Regions from separate parts of the Zea mays genome. Here region 2 is linked to region 1. A link is a contact called in public Hi-C data. All regions are on one chromosome and are shown on one strand. The core of a region is the stretch at or near the end of the contact, and the rest is flanking DNA. Distances in the headings are between cores, read along the strand shown.

Region 1 (7,470 bases), core at 519-3,018:
TCTTTTCTATTTATGTTTCTGTTTATGATCTGTTTACAATGACCTGTTTACCATGATCTGTTTACAACTAGCAGGAGGTGTTTACCATGATCTGTTTACAATCATATGATCTAATTACAACTAGCACGGTAACACAAGCTCCTGTTTAATTCATATTATTGTAATTCATTGTCATTTTTCTCTAATGGTAAGTTGCTATGGTTGTAAATCATATTCAAATGATTGTAATTAGTTCAATTTATGTTTCAAAATCATATTTTTAGTTCAAATCTGTTCAATTTATTATTTCAAAATCATATTCAAATGATTGTATTACAAAGGATCTGTTGTAATTTATTTCAATTTATGTTTATGTAAGTTGCTCCTACTGTACAGAGACCTGATGGGGTATTATTCAAAATCTGTTGTAATCTATGGGCGTAAATCATATTTAGATGATTGTAATTAGTTTAATTTATGGGTCAAAATTATATTTTTAGTTTAAATCCGTTGTAATTTTTCTAATAATGCTTAAATTTTTGAAATTTGGCGGGAACGACATCTAACACATCAAAATTGGCGGTAACTCAATTGGGCCAAGCTAAAAAAATGAGAACTAAATAATGTATCATATGAGTCAGGTTTATTTTGATCAGCCAACCAAACATCTTAGGTTAGCTCATTATATGCGGGCTCTCTTGACCCTGGTCCTCTCACTGAGCTAGGCTCAGGCTGGAGCAGGCAACCAAACATATCCTATGTTTATGACTGTTGCATTATCTGAAATAAACTTTTTCAAAGTTAAAGTTGCTAAAGAATTATTTAAGTTCTAAAACATCACAAGAAACACTAAATAGTTTGACTAATTTGTATATATCGAGAAAGTTTTCATTTTTTTCTCCGTAACAAAGTACGAACGATTGAAACGACAAAGGCTCTCCGAAACCGCTGGGCGCGGCGGGCCTCGAGGGACAGATGATGTCCGGCCACCGGCGCTGGCCCGTCTTTTCGATCGATCGGCCACGTGCAAAACGCTTGTCTAGCTAGCTAAGCTGCCTGCTGCTAGTACGACGTACGTGCTAACTGATCTGGCGTCCATCTCTCTGTGTACGTACGTCATCATTATTGGCCAATGCCCGTCTTCCGTCACACTCAAATGTTACTGTTAGCGTGTTAACGAATGAATGGATTTTGTTGCACGGCCAATCCGAGCCGGCACGTAACACTTGACGTCATGGAGGGCGCCGCCGCCGGCAACACACGGAGCACCATGCGTCACGCGTGGCGCCAGCGGTGACGCAGGGACGGACGTAGCACGGGTGACGAGGTCCGGTGACGTACGTGACGGCGGCGCGAGGGAATGGACATGATATGGCGCCGGCCGCAGCAGGGAACCGGTGACGGGCGGGGGTGGGCAAGGCAGGTTCCGTTTAGTTTCTCCCTCGTGCAAATTTCAAGCGGCGGCTACACCTTCCTTTTTCTTCCACTCCCATCGACGCCACGCCGCCCGAATCTACTACCGATGGCGACCCGACGCCGCCCGGCAGGATGGAGTGGGATATGCACACTTCACGTGCCTCATGTGCTTGCGTGATGCCAATTTCCTCTTCGTTATTTACTTAATTTTTTTATGGATGCGAATAAAATATATACCGTGGCGCCGTTTTTTTGGACGCAGATTCTCGCCTGCGGAGTAGTAAAAAGTCCAAATGGATTCGGGTCACAATTCCTTTTTTTTTTGTGTGTGTGTTCAACAACAAAACAAAAAACGGTCCGCATTTCTGCTGCTGTCCATGGCACGCCGTACCGTTGAATATTTATTTCGGCAGCCCAGCAGCTAAGGTAGTTGTTTCGTTGGGCTGAGACCTCCCACGCTATGTTGGGCCGTGTGTGCCATACGCGGGCCTCTTCGTGACATCCAATGCGGTTCCCCTCCCCTCCTACAGTCCCACAGCAGACAGCACCACCGGATAAGGCAGGCAACCGCTGCCCGCTCACGTCTGGCGTCTGGGAGCCTCCGATTCTGAGAGCAGCCCATGGCGCGGGGCGCCCACGTCGTCCGAGCACTCTCCCAGCCACCTCGTTTTGTCCGAGCCAGCAGCTGCGCCAGGCCGGTGCCGGGAGCCTCGCGGCGGCGGCGGCGGGGCCGGCTCATGGTGGTGCGGGCCGGTGGGCCGCCCAGCACCAACGCGCTCATCCTCGCCTTCGTGCTTCCGCTCTCCCTCTTCGTCGGCACGCTCGTCACCGCCGCCCGCGTCGCCGACGACCTCGACGACCGCTTCCTGAGGGAGGTACGACGTGTACAACGCAGCGCTCGCGCTGCTTCTGTTACTGCTACCAACAAACGTACTACATATATATACATGTAAACTCCATGCAGATGGAGATAAACCGAGCGATACTGGAAGAGAACGAGGCGTCCGACGAGGACGGTGCCGGTGAGGAAGACGACGATGGGGAGGAGGAAGAGGGGGTCGACCTGCCGGTGGTGGTGGAGGAGGAGCCCGCCGTTGTCGGTCCACGCACCAGGAACAGGCCGAGAAGACGAGTGTTCTCTTCTCAATAGTGTTGGTTCTGATTTACAGGTAATTAATATAAACAAGGGAATACGTCATCATCTGTGTAGCCGGCACTCCTGCCACGTGCGATGCAATTAATGCAGGCGGTATATTTTGCTAGGATTATGTGCACCAAAGGTTCGTGACGACGTAGTGTTTTGAATTCTTGTAAGGCTCCTCTTCAAAGCCCACGCCGAAGCACATCTGAGTACTTCAAATTTAATGTATATCCATATGAGCAATCTAACGAGTTCAAGAATTTTAATTTATCGCCTGTGCAATCATAGTGGACAGAAGCGTGGTCCGGGTCAGTGGCCGATCCAGGGGTAATTTAGATGGAAAAATTCCTACTATGCCATCAGATTTTATACTCATTCCTTATGTATTATTGAGTAACATGTATGTATACTTTTTTGTGTATGACATGTGGGGCCGATGACATAGAAGTAACGAGCTCTCGACTACCTGTAGTCTGGTTAAAAACAAACTACTACTTAGCATTTAAGTCTAAAGAAATAAATCTATGCAATTTACAACCTAATTTAAAGGATCAAATGTGTTATAAGATATTTTAGTTATTTTCTACTCAAAGATCGAATTGGTGAAAACTATATATATATGGTATCGAATTATACACAATATTACTTATCAAAAAAATTATTCTTGGCTACTCTATGTTTAAATCCTAGACCCTCCACTGTCGCGGTGGGAATTGAAGCGAGCACAACAAAAACGTGATCGAAAGGATACTAATGGGAGGAGAGGTGGCTCCTAAAAAAGGAAACGACAGCTGAATAAAAACTAAAACTTTGTCAAGTGCGGATCTTTAGGTATATTTGGTTGGACTGTGGCCGTTAAAAAAGCTGTTGTGGGGTGTCAGCCCCGGTCTTATGATTTTGAGGGCCCCATGCGAACTGATAATGATGGACCCTCTAGACTATATAAAAAGTTATATGATATGCAGCGGAACAAATTAGTACATCGTATGTAAATGATGATGTGCATTGAAAGTGGGTTTTAAAATATCTAAGACGTTAGATAATATACATCGATGCAAATTAGCTTTGCAAGTTGAGAAATAAGAACGACGGCCACAAAATAACATGAATCCTGATTGCTCGACCGTGCGTGCCTGGAGGATGGAGCAGTGGCGCCCAACGCCCTAGAATCCTGGAGGGTTGGATTGGCGAGATGGCGAACGACGATCACGTTGATGGTATGGTCGCACAGACGCGCGACGACGTGAGCGTGATGACTGGGCAGTGGGCAACATGTGTCGCGTGGTCCTTGTGCCTCGTGCGTCCGTGTGCCCAGTCCTACCGGCTTTTTAGCTACCTATACTATTTTACTACTAGTATATAGCACGTGCTAATGCTACGTTCCTAAGAAGGGGAAGAGTGGGGTGAACGACGACGGTGGTGGCGCAAGGGGAGGGGTTGACGACGGTGTAGACGTGAGGAGGGGAGGGTTGAAGGATGATCCAAATAATATTGTCCATTAAATTTGAGTGCGCAATAGAGATAATGTTATTCAACGATCTGAACCGTTAATTTTGATGTTGTGTAAGTATGAGTGCAATTTGTTTGGTGGATTTAGTAAAGATTATGAGTATGTGGATTATTTTGTTGGATGAGTTTTGTAAAATGTAAACTTGTGTATTATATTGTGATATAGATACTAAATATTAGGCCCCGGCTCTCGCCTCTTGCATGGGCTCAGGGCCGGTCCTGTGAGCTGTGAGCTGTTAAAAAGCTAAAAATGTTTAGTCGAAACCACTAAAAATCGTTAAAAGTTTTTCGATATATGTTTTCACAGTTAGTTCCATCTGAAAGACATTAAAAACAAGTCCGGAGGTGTTTTCATTTTTGCACTGTGAGAAAATTGACTTTTAGAAAAGCTATTTTCTGGATCCAGTCGTTTGGCTTGACTTTTAGTTTTTAGAGACAAAATCCAAAGCCAAGAGCCAAACCAAACACACACTAAGTGGGTCTGTCTGTCGATATCCTGTACTAAGTGCGGATCCTGTTACTGGTAATCCGTTGACAGTCAAGAAATACTTTGTCAAAAGACAACTGGCAAAAAAATATTTATATGTATTACATCTAGAAAGTCGTTTTTATTTTTTAATTAATAACCCTTTATTTTATGTACCCATGCGTACATGCTCTACTCAATTTCCTGCGAAATTAATAGGGTAAACTGGTGTCTTGTCCGGATTAAAGAGCCCAAACTTCTTCTCCGTAGGGTCCCCGTCTTTCTGGTCCTCGTTGAACATGGCGAACACGTACACCTCCATGGGCCCCGGCTTCCTCGGCGTGCCCTTACTGGCATGGTCGATAAGGTTCTGGTTATACGTCCGCGCGTTGTCCAGGGTGGCGCCGTTCCCGTCGGCGGACGGCCACCCGGTCTCCGACACCACGACGTCGACGCCGCCTGCGCCGGCCTTGTCCAGCGCGGCGCGGACGGCGTCCACCATCGCGTCGAAGAGGTTCGTGTACACCAGCCCGTTGGCGGGGTCCGTCACCGTCGTGGAGCTGGGCTGGAACAGCGCGTAGTCGAGGTCGATGCCGCCGTCGCTGTACTGGTACGCGAAGTAGGGGTAGACGTTGGCGAGCAGCGGCGCGCCGTTGGCGGCCAGGAACTGCGCGATGGGCGACATCGCGGCGGGGTCCCTGAACACGCCGCGGGACGGCGGCGAGGAGTCGTCGACCGCGTCCATCTTGACCGCCGTGGACACCTTGACGCTGCCGGCGAGGCCGGCCGACGCGAGCGCCGCGTGCACGTTCCGCATGGCCTGCAGCACCGACGCGGCGCCGGGGACGACCTCGTTCCCGACCACGACGTACCTGATGTCCACGTCCGGGTAGTAGGCCTGCACGTTGTCGCGGACCCAGGACGCGGCGCTGGCCGGGTCGGCGGCGAGCTCGCCGACCTTGCCGTTGCCGACGTCGAGGGCGAGCGCGACGCCCGAGCCGCGCAGCGCCGTGAGGAGGTCCTGGTCGGCGAAGTAGAAGCGCATGCTGGCGATGCCGTTGGACTTGTAGAGCTGCACCACGTCGCTCTTGGACGGGAGGCCGCTGCCTAGCACGCCGTAGCACACGCCGATGGCTCGCACGCCTGCACACATCGGACACACATATATATATATATATATAGATAGGCTCAGTGAATCGGCTTAGATGCTTGCGTTGTATGCATATATAGCTCTTCATCATATCGGAGCTCATGAAAATGGATATATATACTTGTCGCAACGGCGGCGAATGCCGTAACAGCCATTGCTGCTGCGAGCACGGGAGCCACGCCTCGAGCAGCCATCGTCTTCGATGCCGGTCACGACGCGACCCTGGAGAGATTTATAGCCGTCCATCCATGCCTGACTGACTCTGACTGCCTGATGGAGCTTGGAAACTACGTACCGCAAGACCGGGACAAGGTCAGCTGATGGAAAGAAAGTCGTCTCGCCGTCTTTGCGTACGCTTGGATCGGAGCAGGACTGTGGTGCAGCCGTGCAGCACTGCAGCCGTGGCCACCAAAGCAGCCATTGCGAGAGAAGGCGCAGACTTGGAAGACCTGTGCGAGCGAGACAGTGCACACGTTTTCCAGTGCCGACCAGGAAGGAGTCCGTGGCAGGTGGCAGTGGCACGCGCATGAAGCAGTTCAAATGCATCGTGCATGCGGGAAGCGCGCGGCGGGTCTTGCACGCTTCGCCAGGTCACTTCTTGTGGACACAGCACGTGTCATCCGCGCAGAGTTTGGAATTCCAGGCTCCCAATCCCAAGCCGTGTGGTGAGACCAGCAGGAACTCTGCCCCGAATTCCTGGTCAAGTTCTGACAGATTGGTTCACATTTTAACTAGCAAAACATACTAGAACCTGACAAGATCAGTGGGAATGGCCATTGCAAAGTCAATTAACTGTTGCAAGTCGAAGTCACACAACAGGCACAGAAATATGCTACAGATGTCTTCTGCGAATATACATGGGTTAAAATGTCTCCATATAAGCTTTCGCCTAGGCCCCTCAAAAATCTCAGAGACAACAAACAAGAGAGATGTGACGCGCTTCATAGTTCAGCACTAAGAATCAACGATGATGGTGATACTGAATTGCCGATATACATATATATATATATATATATATATATATCCTTTGTTGAGTACACCTCGATAAATGAATGAATGAATGAATGGAGTAACTAGCCTCCCTACCTCGTACAGCACCAAAACAAGATATGTACACCGACGTATGCACGCCAGATGAACAAAGGGAGGCAAATTACATGTGGTTGTGGGGATTTGTCAAGAGGCCTCTATAAACTTTCTTTTATCAATCAAAACTAAGTGAAGCCTAACCGGCCTGGTGTTAGAACTGCTGGGTTGGTGGGTCATTGTGAGGGAAATCCACATGTTACCTGTGTGCACTATAGGGAGGAGGGAGCTATTCAATGTGGGAGGGGCCCACTGAGACGAAACTGTACAGCTATATCAGGAGGTTTATTTCGTTGATGTCATCCATAGGGATCTCCAGGCCCATCAAGTCGAGATCCTAGAGCCCGACGTCGTCGTCGTCGTCCAGATTTAACCAGCAGCCAAAGTCGGCGTCCATTCCTGGCCTGGCAGCTCGAGGTTAGATAGGTCCAAAGCCAAAGACAGCCGAAGCCATCGCTGGCAGGCAGGCGTTGTTCTGGCTGGAAGCTGTAGATCCCTGTGGTTACTGCTTGGAGGAGCAGAGATGTTGGCTGTCTTCTGCTTGGGCTTCGTTTTGTTCTTCCTTTCACCTTTTGCATTGGATGGGGATGGACGGCCAGACCTAAGGCTGTCTCGGCTGTGCTGCCCCCTTCCCTTCCCTGTCCCTCTCGCTTCTTTTTCCTTCCGTGTTGCTGACGAGGGAAGTACCAAGGGCTAGGTTTTCCAAGTTGCTCGTGGCAATCT
Region 2 (7,887 bases), core at 3,372-5,871, 160 kb before region 1:
TGCAAAATTGCAGGTGCATATCTGGTGGTGGATTTTTCTAATAAAAACACACTTTTTAGATAATGGAAACAATTTCGGTCTTCCCTTCAAGAGAAGTTAGGGTCGACTACACAACCATGACTCTCCCATCTACAAATAGACTCACGCAACAGGAAAGCCAATATAACGGCTATTACATGATACTGATTTCAAATCACCACCTAACAACTGAAACAAATAAAAGACACCATCAAAACGAAATTCTATTCGTGAAGCGCCAACCAAAGTGTGCAAAAATCTGCATATCAACTATCTCCGTGGACTTGTAGCTTGCATTTATTAAATCCTTATCTTCATCCTTCTTTTGTAGATTTCTCTAAAACCTATTGTAAATATGATGTGCATATATGATAGACAAAATTCTAAATCCCTAGGTTTTCTCTATGGAAGGTAGATTTCTATCTACAAATTTGAATGCGTAGGCCCAAATGAACGAGATGGACCATTGAGAAAAGAAAATACTATGTTGAGAACAACCTACCCGAAAGAGGCTGATCATCCAGAAGAATATGGCAATAGACAACAAAAAAGCTCAAGTGTACAAATGAAGCACTTTTCCACGTTTTCTAGACTAAAGTGACATTTGTACAGTCAATAAGACAAAAAAAAGTTATACTTACATGAAAGCACATATTAGATCATATTTCCAATAAACAGTAAATAAAAACAAGGATGAAACGGTAACAATATGGGTATCTTGAGGATCCATGAGGTATAATGTAGGACCATGCCAGAAAGAAAAGGAGATCCCTCTACTTAAAGAATACAGACAGCTTGAAGACAATTAGCGTCAGCTCAGATAAACCATTGAACATGATCATAAGCCCACCAAAGAAGAGTGCACCCATATAAGGACCCCCGACATTCAACGTGTCATGCTTCATCTTCATACGAAAGAACAGAGTATTGCAATAATTGACATCAACATCAGCTATAATGCCATAGCACCAAAGAGTCAGTCATGTTTGAGTTATTTTTCCCTACATGCCTAGTGATCATACTACTGCTTACTCATACCAATTGCCTCTCTGCAACTAAGTAGAGCAGCCAGATTGACAACATTCAAAAACTTGGTCGCAAAGCTGCCACTCCCCAGCAAAAAGAAGTTTGACCTGTCTCAAGAAGAGCCAAATGTCACCAAAGCAGTATTATACCATAGCAACATACCTCTGAGGTAAATTACTTACATCAATTCACATGAAATGAATCCAATTCCCTATTTTAGACTCCAATATTTCCATGGCATTTTTCCGCACTTCATCTTTGTTCAGTTTTTGAACACCCAAGTTCTTCAAACTTGATTCTAAACTGAATAACGAGCTTCATGAGAATATGCTTCAGTAAATCACTTCGTCAAGTACAACCGTATGCATCTCTCGGCACACACCACATGGGACACATAAAAACAAGTTCTTTTACATACCAATAACGATAAAAAATGGAAAAAATTTAGCCTAAATCCTTGTACATGTATCTTTCTGAGCATTGTTGATGGAAATCCAGCAAACTGCCGAACTTAACAAGCTCAGCGAGCGAAGGGATCTGGTCCTCCATCTCAAAGAGCAGCCCTTCAGAGATCTCCGATGCGAAGTAGGTCGTGAACTCAATCTTTTCTTTGTAGCTCCACTCGTTGTCGCCACTGCACGTACAACTTGGAATCCTCCCTTTCCCACCTAATCATTCGGCTGATTTATACGAAGAAACAAACAAATAAATAGTTGGGTCTATACAAAGAAACAAGTGTAACATACAGTAAACGGGCATTCAGAATGAGTAGAAGGTATTTCTCATCAATTAGATCAGACACATCAAGGTCTTCCTCATTATGCCCGCACTATAGAAACTTCCGTCAATAAATAAACTAAAACTTGTATCAGAACAACAACGAAAGCAGGGAAAATCAGTTGCTTAGAGTTCTCTCAGATAAATGCCTCGACTATCCCCATGGTTCAGCCATCGAAGAGATGGTGAAGACAACCAACAACCATCATATGCTCAACTACCACTATTGCTTCAGCTCATATCCATGTTTTCGCGTCGGTCTCACTTTGGCCAGTGCATAGGTTGAGCATATGTGACACATCATATAAAAAAAACCCTACGGAAATCTACTATAGTATTAGTTCAGTGATAGTAGAAAATATCCAAACGGGCACTTAGAGGCCCATGTGCCCTCCTCCAAATCCAATACGGCCTTGCCAATAGGACAGTAAGGAACCCGAATTGCTGCTTCTATTTTATGCCAACATGTTTTCCTTTATTCTACTACCCGGTGCTCATCACCCACCAACAGATAAATTATTAATCCTCGACGCTGGGATGGGAACTCTCACCGACAACATTCTGACCACCAGATGAACTGGCATTGATTGATAAGCAGATCACACATGTTGCTCCCATCTATCCAATGCTTCAAGCTGGTGCACACTAACTGCTTCTGCACAGAACTCTTGGAATTCCATTCTTATGTGCACTTAACTAAAAATAATATACAGTTATAGAGTAGGACATTGGTATAGTTTTTGCATGAACAAAATGGTGTCATATGATACAAACCAAATGTATCGAAACAAGGACATCTTGAACTCGCGATTCCTTCATCGCGTCAATAGTTTCTCTCGTTAATGCATAAACAGTGTGAAGCAAAAAATATTAGATTTACACAAAAAAATAAGGACATACTATATTCTAGCATGGAATTAGGTGTAGCTATGAGTCTATGACCTAACCATTAGATGCATTGAAGAGTCTGTGCGAGAAAAATCAACACTCCATGCTCTCTTCTCATGCTCTTCATATTCCATCACACTCTAGCATGGCATAATACACATAAACCATATGCCTCAGTTTGAATTACAATACAGCCATTGCAGAATGAACTGTCGAATAGAGAGTGGATACCTGACGGGTCTGAATATCCCACACAGTTACTATACCCTCATAGTCACTGCTTGCAATAATATTTTTTGAGTACTTGTTCCAGCTCAGGCAACTAAGTTTAGATCTGGTAGCCATTTCAACAACTGGGCAATGCACATCTGATGGTTCATTAACAACCTAAGTAATGAAGCAAATCAACCTTACTATTCTCAATTACAATGAACTATGAAATGGACATGTCCTGACAAAGCAAACTTACAGTAGAAAATTCGAAGACTTTAATACATTTCGAGACTCCAGCGGTAGCAAATAGTTCATCATCACGATCAAATTCAATACTGCAATATAACAAAAACATCAAATGTCCATACCAAATATTTGCAATAGAACAAAGGTGAAGTAGTTGATTGGCAAGCACACAGAACTGGAAATAAATGTGCTGAATCATGCGCCCTCCCATAGGAGAGCAGGAAAGTCTACTTCATATATTGTATAATAAAACTTAATGTTCACACCAAAAGGCGGCTTCCATGTTTGCTTTAATGGAGCTGATTCTCCCACGTTAACCAGAGTAATGATGTGAAGATTTAACTTCTTATTTCATGATGAATCTAATGGTGCTTAGATGGTGAGATACTGATATAAACATGATTAATTATTTAATTGGTATTTTCTTGTATAAACTTTGCCAAATTTAAGGTGGATTGACTTAGGACAAAAAATAGAATGAACATTCCATTTGGGATGAAGTTTTTATCTTGTTAGCACAACATTCAATTTAAATGGGAATATTGGCAACAGAGTCGTCCAAGAACTTCCTTTTTCTTTTCTTGGAACTAATAAATCAAGGATCATATACCCTAAAATGTTGACCGAACCTAGCTCACAGATTTGGTCGACCTCTAACTTGAGGAGCATCGCGATTACCAGCGAGCAGCAGAGCATACCACGCGGAAGTGAGCCAGCCTAGAGGAAAGGGAGGGGAAGCCAAGAAGCACTCACGTACTCACGGCCGGCCGGTCGGCAACTGCACGGGAAAGAGTGGGAGCAGCCTGGGAGGCGGCTGCAGGTCACCGTCGACGCCGGCATTGTTGCGCGGCGACGAGTGGAGGTAGAACCCCTTTCTTGGTGATGGCGAGGTCCTCGGTGGCCGCGACCTCCTCGAAGCCCGGCAGTGGCATGATAAGGCTCTTGAGCGGCAGCGACGAGAGGTTCAGTATGTTGGGCGATAGTACCTCGAGCGTGGGTGCTGAATCCGCGGTGGTCGTGGGGTTTCCCACTAAAATCGCGACGGTGGTTAGGTGCCAGGCTGCGGCGGAATCCGCGTTGGACAAAGGGTTGCGGCGCGCGGGATGCGTGGCAGCGTGGGTGCGGATATCGCGGCGGCTGCGGCGTTTCGGTAGCGGAGGATGGCGGGGCGTGCGGGAGGCCGTTGCGGGAGCGAGGTTTCGCTGGCGCGCGGGCGCGCGAGAGCGGGACAGTCTACATTGTGCTCTTAATAGTTAGTAGAGATAGAGATTTTTTTGGAGAGGGAACGGAATCGCGAGGAATTGATCGAGTGGGTCACGGATCGTTGCTGACGACAGTGCACCACTGTTCAGAAGGCCTACTCCACTCCAGGCAAATTTGCGGGCTCGTGCTTTCGGCCCATACCAGGTTTGATAAGGCCCACCGAGCCTCGAATATTTCCTGCCTCGACCCCGGTCTGCGGCTCCGCCCAACGCCAGTTACCACTCACCAGTCACCAGTCTCCACTCTGGAGTCTGGAACTCCCCTCATCCTCCACATCTCCACCGCATCGGAACTAGGAAGGCGAAGCCGAAGGCGCGGCGCGGCGCGGCACGGATCGAGCGATGGCGGTGGCCCCTCCTACGGCGGCGGCGCTGGAGCAGCTAAGCAGCAGCAAGATGTTCGACGGCTTCAATCTCCGCTTCCGCCACCAGAGCGCCACCCTTGGCTGCGCCATGACTTTCTCCATCTACCTGCCCCCGTCCCCGGCGTCCAACCTTCCCGTGAGTGCGCCGCCGCCCTTTCTCCCTATCCTCCTTCTCTCTGGGCTAATATGTGCTGACGTGGTGTCCTATGGATGCTTTGCAGGTGCTGTACTGGCTCTCGGGTCTCACCTGCACCGACGAGAATTTCATCATAAAGTCCGGCGCCCAGCGCGCCGCCGCTGCCCACGGCATCGCCCTCGTGGCACCTGACACCTCCCCACGTATGTCGAAATTGAGCCAACTCCTCCCTCTGACTGTACAGGGTTTCTAGGGTTTATGCCTGCCCATCTGTGTCCGGAAGATACTTACGATTCCTTCTCTGTTTTTTCCCCGAAACTGTGGAGGTTCAGTCTTGTGCTTTGAGAACGGTAGTCTCACTAGTGGGCTAGTGGCAGTGTTTATTGTGCCCCCCTTCGAGTAAGTGGCGGTCTGGCTACTAGTGTTTGCCTCCATAGTCTGGCTGATTGCCGAATTCCAACGTGCAACGAGATTACGAGAGGTCCATTTAGAATCGGTCCTGTTATCACACTCCTTTTGATAGGTTCAGCGTGCAACTGGTTCCTACCTAAGTGCAGGGAGTAGAGTTATGTTTTGAAAGGTGTTAGTAAGCTGTAAGCACATTATTTTTAACTCGGTGGACCTAATGCTCATCAAATGTCTTTCAATTTTATAAGTGTCACCTCCCCCAAAAGGGCAGAGTAATCTGACATGTTCCCCTATTGGGGACTTGTCAAGCAAGGCTCTAAAGTTCATAGTGGTATTTGTTCATTGCTCTACCACCTACTAGTGACTTTCCACTATTGTTGGTCCATTTATGTGGCATAACCAGCAATTGTATGGTAGAGGTTAGAGCCATTTATTCATGTGAGGAGTGAGGTAGCTCATCCTTTGTATACCTGTGAATTAGTTTTAATACCATAGTTATGCTATCTATGACTTGTCAGGACTTGTTTTTTTTGAAGGAATTGTCAGGACTTGTATTCCTAAAAATTGATTTGATAAATTCATGACACACATATATTAGAGAGCTTAAGGAACAATGTTTTACTACCTGAAGTGTTGGTATCTTACAGGGTAATGTTATAAGTGGTCCCACAACTATATTTTTTTTTCCCTGGGATTGGTATGAGCAATACAATCTTACCAGCAGAAGAGTTGAAGGCCCTTTTTGGATCGGCTTTTTTCTGACGAGCTTTTCTGATAAGCTGGCTGTGGTGAGAAGCTGACTGGTAATAATCTGGGTGTTTGGCAACCTAGTTGTGAGGAGAAACTGCTGGTTAGAATCTAGGTGTTTGGATGGACGGATTTTCGAAGAACATATTCTGAAAATAAATATGATAAAAAAGTACATTGTCTAACTAATGAGCACGTAATTGGATGAAGAAGAATAAGTAATTTAGAGGGACAACTAAGACCTAATTGCTTGTGGGAATCACATCAGCAGAGCACTCCAAATTAATACATGGTTCTTCAAGGTAGAATGGACGAGACTAGCAGCAAACAGCTGGAACAGGGATCCAGTATGAGACCTTGAACTTCGAACGTGCTCGAACACGGTCAACATCGCGTCGCCAGTGGCCAAAGGTGTGCGGCGGCGATGGGGCAGTGGGGAACAGAGACCAGCTCGTTGGCCGGCAGTTGTGCGCTCTGGGACCGAAGGACCTCCACGCAGGCAAGGATGGCGAGTGGCGGCGATGTCACCCTTCAGCTAGACACAAAACCTCGATGAGAGGACGCGAGTCGATGAGTGCCAACGGCGGCGCGGGTTGGAAGAGAAACGGAAACCCTAGCGACGTCGGCGAACGAGAGGAATGAGAACGGGCGCAGGCATCAGGCGCTTCTTCGCGACGCAGGCCTAGAGCCGCTTCTCCATCCCCGTTCATTTACTGCGGCCCAACGAAGCGCTTCCACTAGAAGCGCTCGGAGAAGCGGCGCGTTTGGCATTGAAAAGCTGCTTGTGGCCACCAAAAGCCGCCGAGAAGTGGATCCAAACGGGGCCGAAGACACCCCGAGAGCACTTATGAAATGTTTTTATCTCCCCAGCCTAAATGTAATTGATAATTTAGAGTTGATTTAGTTGCATAACCAACAGTAATGATTATTTCCTAATTTACCATATAACCAGGGTTCTGTTGATCACTTACTGCAGTGTCTGTTCCTTTTCCTGCAAATGATTTGTAGTATGCTCAGTGTGATCTCATTTCTGTTAATAGTTTTCACCTTTCATCATTGAGGATACACTTTATATGCTTATTATGTTCTTATTACTGTAAATGAGTTCTGTTCTCTCACTGCTCTTTTTCTTTGGCTCATGCAGGTGGGTTAAATATTGAAGGAGAGTCAGACAGCTATGATTTTGGTGTGGGTAAGGAACGAAGGATTCTAACTAAGATAATATTGCTATAAGTTTTGCATTTTGTACAAATATATGGTCTCTTGACTTTGCAAACTTCATTAAATGTCCAACTTGACAAGTTACCCTATGATGATTTCATTATGCCATCATCTGCCTCCCTTAATTGTTATTTCACAAATTCAGCAGCAGCTTATAGGCTACACTACTCTGCATTATGCCATTATCTCACTACATATATATATAAAAACTTGACCTGCGCGGGGGTACAACCCTTGGGCATTACATAAGAAGACCTTCTCACATAGGTCGAGAAAACCCCCCGAACACTTGCTGCACTCATACACAGTGGCATCGTAGCCCATGTGAGAACGAATGGGGCTGGACCTTAGACCTGCACTTTGGCGTGCATCAGACATTCAGACGAGGGGATTTTGTTAACTTCTGCCTAAAATTCGCTCCTACGGGGAATCAAACTTAGGACCTAAAGAGTGCTACTCAGACCACCTAACCAACTCAGCTAGAGACACTTTCGCCATTACCTCACTATATGATGGTACTTTTTTTTTAGGCAATGCATGATATTTGTTATGACTAGTGTGACATGTATAAGGACGTTGC

What was found. A called contact is a pair of places that touch in the nucleus more often than the background predicts.
Region 2: a Hi-C map of leaf shows a contact between it and region 1, with 5 times the contacts expected there. The contact joins the promoter of LOC100282053 here to the promoter of LOC103636299 in region 1. A contact is called at or near these places in 2 of 25 Hi-C or Micro-C datasets (bundle sheath and leaf).

The regions. Positions count from the first base shown.
Region 1 is chr8:165,300,651-165,308,120 of Zm-B73-REFERENCE-NAM-5.0, reverse strand. It overlaps LOC103636299 (high chlorophyll fluorescence 153), which reads left to right and starts at 1,768. Exons shown (of 2, transcript XM_035961886.1): 1 at 1,768-2,270; 2 at 2,360-2,806. The coding sequence starts at 2,016. The coding sequence ends at 2,545. It overlaps LOC103636298 (glucan endo-1,3-beta-glucosidase GII), which reads right to left and starts at 5,893. Exons shown (of 2, transcript XM_008658654.3): 1 at 5,783-5,893; 2 at 4,497-5,654. The coding sequence starts at 5,855. The coding sequence ends at 4,708.
Region 2 is chr8:165,464,961-165,472,847 of Zm-B73-REFERENCE-NAM-5.0, reverse strand. LOC100282053 (esterase D) reads left to right here and starts at 4,621. Exons shown (of 8, transcript NM_001411983.1): 1 at 4,621-4,931; 2 at 5,017-5,134; 3 at 7,231-7,278. The coding sequence starts at 4,773. It overlaps LOC103636304 (a long non-coding RNA gene), which reads right to left and starts at 3,514. Exons shown (of 3, transcript XR_557928.2): 1 at 3,179-3,514; 2 at 2,941-3,096; 3 at 2,777-2,849. It overlaps LOC111590096 (small nucleolar RNA Z105), which reads right to left and starts at 1,871; the gene lies at 1,804-1,871.